2 separate regions of the Cricetulus griseus genome follow, and region 1 is linked to region 2. The links are chromatin contacts, called in public Hi-C maps. All regions are on one chromosome and are shown on one strand. Each heading gives the region's core, a stretch centred on a gene start, on an enhancer-like site or on the middle of the called end of the contact. The rest is flanking DNA. Distances are from core to core; before and after follow the strand shown. Region 1 holds the start of Bola3 (bolA-like protein 3). Region 2 overlaps Tet3 (methylcytosine dioxygenase TET3).

The links. Hi-C and Micro-C count contacts between places; a contact is called where the count stands out from the background.
Region 1: a Hi-C map of liver shows a contact between it and region 2, with 1.9 times the contacts expected there. The contact joins the promoter of Bola3 here to the enhancer-like site in region 2. A contact is called at or near these places in 4 of 8 Hi-C or Micro-C datasets (the CHL-YN cell line, the CHO-K1 cell line and liver).

What each region holds. Positions count from the first base shown.
Region 1 is chr8:74,766,453-74,770,486 of CriGri-PICRH-1.0, reverse strand. Bola3 (bolA-like protein 3) reads left to right here and starts at 2,187. Exons shown (of 3, transcript XM_035448965.1): 1 at 2,187-2,338; 2 at 3,966-4,034. The coding sequence starts at 2,285.
Region 2 is chr8:74,663,461-74,667,382 of CriGri-PICRH-1.0, reverse strand. The region is part of intron 2 of Tet3 (methylcytosine dioxygenase TET3); the gene reads right to left. Among named protein-coding and RNA genes, the nearest start is that of Tet3, 11 kb to the right of the region's middle. Within about 2 kb of position 2,247, at least 1 of the 6 cell types and tissues checked has open chromatin away from gene starts, as enhancers often do.

The DNA.
Region 1 (4,034 bases), core at 938-3,437, 100 kb before region 2:
CAATTTAAAAAATAAAGGGGTTAGGAAGGTGGCTCACTGGTTAAGAGCACTGGCTTTTCTTGGAGAGGACCAGGGCTTGATTCCCAGCACCCACGTGGGGGTCCACACCCATCTGTAACTAGTTCCAGGGGATCTGACACTTTCTTCTGGCCTTGGACACTGTATACACATGTACAGACAGACATACATGCAGGCAAAACATCCAGACAAAATATAAAAATTTTAAGAAAGCTCAAGTTGTAAGGATACTAATGTGACTTGGTTGGAGGGGAGCCTTAGAAAAGACAAATTGTGTGACCAGATGCCTGGCAGAATCCGTGCAGGACAATTCTGGTATCATGTCCTGCAGTTAGGATTCCAGCTGGATAGGTAGGTAAGAGGAAGTCATGTGAAGGCTATTTCCTTTGTGTGATTGGGAGTATGAAGGATTTGAGACAATGGACATTTTTCTCTAAAACAGTTTGCATAGCCTCTTGGAAACTGAAGGTAAAGGGTGCACAGTGGAATACCAACAGTTCTCAGCCACAGTTATGTGGGTGATCTGTGGGATAGGATTGACAAGCAAAAGCGCCAATGTAAATGACAGAGGTAAGTATGTGACCTTACCTAGGGCACTTAGCTTCAAGTGGCAAACTTGTCTGCACTGTCTTCCAACAGGTTAGAGATGGGGGGAGGAGGGGGAGGGGAGGGAGGGAGAGATGCCTATTTGCCAGCGGTGCCAGGCTTTGTACAAGTGTAGCAATACATTGGAAAACTAATTTCTTTAGTTCCAGCCAATTCCAAGGACCATATTTCAGTGGTCTGGTTTAGATCATTTGGCCAGTCTTAAACCAATCACCATCTAGTTAGCCAGTCCCTGCTCATGTGGTTTGAATAGCAAAAAGGAGCCACTATACAGCTAGAAAACATTTTAGTTTTAATTGTGTTCTTGGCATAAATGAAGAAACTTGAAAGTCAATAAATTATCCCTAATTACACTAACCATAAATTGTAAGGAATCAAGCAGAAAAATTTGTGTATCAAGTAATCCAGAAATGAGGGCTAGAACACAGGAGTCACTCAACATTGGAATAAAATTTTTGTTTTGTTTTGAGAGAGGGTTTACGTAGTCCTAACTGTCCTGGAACTTGCTGTGTAGGCCAGGCAGGCCTTGAAGTAACAGATCCACCTGCCTATCCCTCGATAGTGCTGGGATTAAAGGTGCAATATCATGCCTGGCCTATAAATGAGCCTACTTTTAGTAGATCACTTTAAAGAACAAATCCTGGTCCAATCCACAGGGAGGTACTGATTGCCTAGGCACAAGTGCTGGGATGAAGTCCTGCAGGCTGTACCAGACTTCAGGCTGCAATTACCAGTGGAGAAACAGTTTAATGGAGCACCAGCTTTTAGTCTCTGACAGTATACCAGTTGTTTTGCTGGTGATTACTTATTCCTCATGGTGTGTGCTACCTATTCTGGTGTTTTGTTTTGAGCCAGGGTCTCGCTGTGTAGCCCTGGCAGGCCTCACACTCGATACATAGACGAGGATGACCTTGAACTCAAGAGATCTGCCTGCCTGTTTCTCCAGTGCTGGGATTAATTGGTGTGAGCCACCACATCCCATCCTATTTGGTTTTGAGACAAGGTCTCTCTAGCCCAAACTGGCCTGGGATGCCCTACTTAGTCCTGCCTAACTTTGAGCACAGAACAGCCCTGAGATTACAGATTCCATCCTAGGGTGTCTCTCCTGGAATTTGGGGAAATCCTAAACAAATTTCTGTCTTCTATCCCGTTTCTAACACACTCCATCCCCTCGCCATACCTCATCCCCACTCCTGCCCCTGGTTTAGTCCATCGCTAATCTGACCTCTGCATCAGCCTGTCCTCTCCAATTTCAATCCCTTTACAAGGCCCCCTCTTCCTCACAGGAGCCAGAGCGCTCTTTCTAAAACGCAAACCTAAGACCCCCGTTGCTTGAGAATTTCACAGAAACTCCTTTCTGGAAAGGAGCCAGTTCCCTAGAACAGTGAGGTAGGGTGTCAGGAGGGAGGACTGTCCCGTGCACCCTGGGATCTGGCTGCCGAGGTTGGGTCGGGGACACTAGTGGAAGGCGGTCTAGCGGGATGGAGGGTGCCCCGGGGCCTGCAGGTGCGGCTGGTTCTGGGTGGGGACCGCAGGGCGGGCGCGGCCTCCGGGCGGCAGGGGGCGGGCTCTCCCAGGTCGGCCGCTCCGGACGGAGTGCCGGTGTCTTTCCGGCTGCACTGTGACCTCAGGCTGCGGGCTGCGGGTTGCGTCGCCGGGCATGGCGGCATGGGGCCCGGCGTCCACTGTGCCTCTGCTCCGCGGGAGCCACGGGGTGAGCCGGCGGGGCTCGGGTGGAGCTGCGGGGGAGCTTGGGTGGCTTTTGTCTGGCTGGGGACATGGGGCGAGGCCGGGGTCCTTCCCTGCCCATTCATTCTCTCCTGACTTCTCTCAGTCGCACTGGGAGTGCTGGTGGGTGTCTGGCTCAGGTGGATGGGGGACAGGCCCACACACCGTCACAGTACAGCGAACCTGGGAAAGAAATGCTGCCTTCCGTAGCAGAAAAACGGGTGCTGTAACCCTGTCGTCCAGGCGTTGGTTGCTGGGCCCTGCAATTGCACATAGAGCAGGCCTCTCTCTGACCTTGACCCTCCATAGCCTGCAGCCTCGAGTGGGAGCCCAGCATAGAGCCAGCGAGCTCTCCTGTACGTTTTTGAGACAGAGTCTCACATTATCGCCCTGGCTAACCTAGAACTTGTGACGTTCCTCCTAACTCTTAGAATAAAGTCGTAAGCCACACTGCCCGACCGTTGTCCCTCTTTCACACTCATCTTCAGCTTTATCTCCTCCACCTCTTTATCCTCACTTGCCTGCCGTCTTGAATCTGCCTCCCATGCTGAGGAGTTGTGTTGCTCCGGGACTGTCATCGAGGGCAGGTCATCTGGGATTTAGTCAGTCTGTTGACAGGATAGTGTGCTAAGATGACAGGCTCCTCGGAGGGTTCTGCTGTGCTAGCCACTGTGCCTGCCTCTTGGTGCTTTTACGGTGTGCCCGCCATCCGGTTATGCCACCTATGCTTCTGTCTCAGGAGCAGTTCCGCCCCCAAAACCTTGCCATCACACAGCCTTGGTCTTGCTCATTTGTGCAGCACACAGACCATCTAACTCCAGACCTTTCATCCTGCCTGCAGCTCTGCTATCTCTTAGGCTTCTTGGCCTGTGTCCAGTGGTCATGCTCTCATCTGCACACTCATTGCTTCAGAGGGCCCGCCTTAGGGTCAGCTCTGGGATGCTGCTGTAGAGGCACAGACTCCATCTTGGCCTTTTAAGACCAGCCAATGAGAGCTGGGGAGAAGGCTCGGTTGGTGAAGTGGTCACAAGGATGATTTGAGTTCAGTCCCCAGGGCCCATGTGAGGCAGTGGGTAAGAGTGTTCTCTGCTTTTGCAGAGAACCCCGATTCAGTATCCAGCCTTCATGTCCATCACCTCACAACTGCCTATAACCCCCGCCCCAGGGATCTGATACCCTCATCTGGCCTCTGAAGGCACCGCAGTCATGAGCACAAACTCTTAAATACACTTGTAATCCCACTGCTGGGGAGGTGAGACAGATGGATGCCTGGGACTTGCCTGCCAGCCTAGCCCACTTGATGAGCTCCAAGCCAGTCACTGTTTGTCTCAAAAAGTAAGGTGATGTCCCTGAGAATGACCGCTGTGCTTGTCCTCCACCCACCCACCCCACCCCCGCACACATGGGCTGCTGCACACGCACAAACATAGCAGAGACCCAGGATGCGACCCTGAAAGTCTAGACCAGCACCCTGCTCTGGACCTTCAGGTGAGACCGAGCAGTGACTGGATGGCACCTTCAGCACCTACACTCACCAGCCCCAACATTTTGCCTGCCCCCACTCCAGCAGAGACCATCTCACAGTTCCACGGACCTCCTCTTTGTTGTCACAGCTTCCTCTGCTGAACTGTGTACATCGGATGTTTGCCTCCCAGACTGACGGGGAGCTCAAAGTGACCCAG
Region 2 (3,922 bases), core at 998-3,497:
TCCAAGCAGTTATTTATTTACAATCGTTCCCCACGTGGGTGGGGCCCTGTCTTCCCGGCTTTCCCAGGCTCTACACAGAACTGGAATGTGCTGAGCTGCCTTCGTTCTACCTTAGGAGTATGGAGTAGCAGGGGGCTGGGCATTGAGATGGTGAGGCCCTTCTCCTGGTCAGACTTCTAGATGAGGTCCCTAAAGCCTCCCAGAAAGGCAGGACCCACCACTGTGGACTATGGACCAGCATGCCTCTTTCACAGTTTATGGAAGTCTGGAGAGGAGTTCATCCTATCTTCCTGTGCTAACTCTGTGTCCCCAGCTTCAGGTACCCACCCTGTCCAGCAGCCCTTGGCTAAACCAAGGGAGCATGCAGCCCCCAAGGCAGCCGACATGCTCCCATTCTCATCCCACTCTGGCCACCTCACCTCTTGAGAGGTACGTGATGCCTGTGAGATACATACACGCCAGGACCCTTGAGTCAAGGCAGTTTGTTTCCCACCTGCCATCTTTCTCACCTCTATATGCCTCTCTTCGTACACGTGGGGCTCACTGTGACCAACTCAGAGGTACTTGGGATTCCTCTGCCTAAGAACAAAGATCCTCCCCCAATCTTCCATCTGGGTCTCCCAGTCTCACTGTACCAGCTGCAGGAGGGAGGCCATGGTAGAAACACACTATCTCAAGAATGTGGCTATCCATAGGCCAGACTCCACACAGACAAACAGGAACTCTGACACACTGGGGAGGGAAGACTGCAAATGAACCAAGTACAAGCCTTGTGGAGCCCCACAAATGGGGACACAACACAAAGCATCTTATTTAAATCTCAAAATAAACCAACACGCCAGGACTTTCCATACCTACTCGACAGAAAAACAATACAGAGCTCTGCACACCTTGCCCAAGATCACACAGCCAGAAAAGACCCAGCAAGACTCTTCCCATCCTTTCACTTGAAGTGGCACACTCAAGGGCCACTATGGATAATCCCACAATGCTCCAGTCCATCTACCTCTTTAGAGCTGACAAAACTAGAGACAGGTCTCTTCCTTGCCTTGTCCTGAACAAGGCACTTCTGCACAGGGCTTTTTCTTCCTTGCTCAGTTGAAGCCCATTTCCTCCAGGAAGCCTTCTCTGGTTACCTAAGCTTGTTGGCAGTCCATAGCACTTCTAACATTTAACACCTGAGGTTTGGCTCTGCACGTGTCCTGCCTCCCCAACCACGATGGCTGGAGCCCCACCTCTCCAAAGAGCCCAACACTGAAGGCACTAGGAATTTGCTGTGAGGGGAAACCTGTGACCTCCTTCCTATTCATCACACGAAGGATGCTGCCAAAGAAACCTAACACCCCCTTCTACCCTCGGAGCCCATGTTTCCCAGTGTCCACGCATCAGTTTCCACCCAAGTAATTGCAACCCATCACACATACATCATCCTCTATATTTGAAACTCTTTGAGGTTGTCATGGGAACTGCCTTCGCCTTCATTCACTGATCAGGCCTCACAATTAGCTTTGGCAGCTGAAGTCTGTGTCAATGGCAATCACCAGGAGGAGGAAGCAGAGGAGGAGCAAAGGAAGAAAAGACACTCCTCCTTGGAGGAACAGCAGACCGAGACGCAATGAAGGTACCACTGATGTCCTGATACACAAAGAGGCAGCCCCAATACCCACCCCCTCACCTCCACTCTGACAAACACACACACTGAGCCCCTGACACCTAGTGCCACTCTGCCTGTACTCCACAAGTTCCATCAGTGGTTCTCACCCCTCCTAATGCTACAACCCTTTAACACAGATCTTCATGTTGTGGTGAGCCTCCCAAAGTTATTTTATTGCTACTTCATAGCTAATTTTGCTAATGTTATAAATCATAATGTATATGTCTGATATGCAATCCCAAGGACCACTGTCCTAGATGCTTTAGAAGGTGTTATACTGCTTCATTATGGTCACATTCAACTGTCTTTTGGACTACCAAATGTCCCAGGACCCACTCAAATAACAGGAGACTAGATGACCCTACAGGAACAAGGTGCACAGTAACTCAAATCCAGGGTGGCCTGGAAGACTGCCAAGAGTAACTAACACACATGGAATCTCCCTGAAGGATCTGTGAACACCCTCAGGTATGCCCAGCAGCCTGCCTAAGTCTTTCCACACCTCTGCATTCAGTGTCAAGTACTCCAGGAGCAGCAGGCGGGAGAGTCAGAGCCCTCCTCAATCATTTACAAGCAAACTCTCCAGACCTATTCCTTCCCTTCCCAGCTGGTCTGCAAGAGGCCCAAGAGTGACTAAGGCTAGACTCTGTCCTCAAGGAACTCCTCCCTTCTAGCTTTATAACAGCATTCTGGTTAAAAAAAGAAAAAAAAGTTTCCTTGGTCTCATGAAGGACAAAGTTAACACTGTTACCCCTCCACCCCTGGCACAGACTCGTGCCTGGCCTGTGCCAATCCTGGCAGAGGTTTGCTGGATAAGGCTAGCTAAGGTTAAAACACACCTAACCTTGATTCTGGAAACTGATGCAGCACCAGAGAAGAGCTGTACTTCTCCAGGAAGAGGGAGATTGTAGTCCTGGGACCGAGACAAGCATTCCAGAAGGTACTTGTCTTCCTTGTTCTAGCACCAGCTTTTTTCATCCTATCCCCTGACCCAACCCCCACTGCATCTCTCCTCACCCCACCCCACCCAGGCCTCAAGCAAGAGCCTGCCATTCCTCTCTTCCAAAGTGTCGGAATCATTCCTGTAATTGGGGGAACTGAGTTACCTCTATAAGGGGCACATCAATAAAAGCATAAAGACAGGCCACAACAGTCCAGTGTCTCCCCCACATGAATGACTCAGGGAACACTTTAGTCCAGTACACCTGGCCACTTGTTTTTGACCCAGCTTCTTCATACCCCTTCCTAAATCTCCCCCTGACAATCAAAAGGGGCAAAGGGGTTTAAGGATGCCCATAGTCTCACCAATGCACTTATAACTGCCAGTGGCATTCCCATCCTATTCTGAGAACCTGGAGTCACTGTGCTAACAGTAGTGGGAGGCTTGTAATCTGTCCACTAACTCCAGGGGCAAAGCAGTGCTGGAACTCCCACAAGTCAGTTCAGCAGTTTAAACAGAACAGAACCATCTGAGAACCCAGCCCACCTCTTGCATGACTTGAAGCAATCAAGCAGCCCTCAGACCTGAGTTCACCTGAAAGGCAACTGATGATCCCACATGGAGCTGCTTTTCTCAGCCCCCCACCATGTCCCACCCCTGCCTCAGTAATTAGTAAGAACTCAGGCTGTCAACTTCTTGTGCAAATGGTAGACAAGGCCACCAAAGTGGACACAGTCAAGGCAGCGGTCTTGGTCCCACACTGATCACCAGGTAGAGGCTTGTAACAACAACCCTGACAGACTCTTTAGAACAGCCAGCTGGACCAGAGTGCACAGAGATAAGGGGTCTCGTCCTCTAACATCCTCTTCCTGAGCACTCGTCTTCTTCCACAGGCAAAGAAGAGATAGAGTCTTGACATTGAAGTCCCAATACAGTCAGCCCACCTACTGCCACACTGCCTTCTCCAGGAGACAGCCTAAGGCAGAGAGGGCTGACCTTGGGTGGGACTTGTGAACAAGTGTGTGCGGACCAGAAGTTACCAGAACAAGGTCACAGAGGCTTTGATCAGGACTGGGGGGAGGGTTCCTGTGGGGAACCACACCTTACTCCCACTGTGTTCCAAAGAAACATACGGCCATGCCCTCAAGAATAAGTTCTTAGTAGGTTAGAATCTAGGAGAGCATTGTTCTCTTCTATACCATGGCTACGAGCCATGATCCCCAACCCTGAAGGCTATGAGGCTATGGTAAGGCTGGATCTGGGGACCACATAGGGACATCCATGTCCTGCTCATAGCTCTGCCCAATAGACCTTCTATAGCACTAACT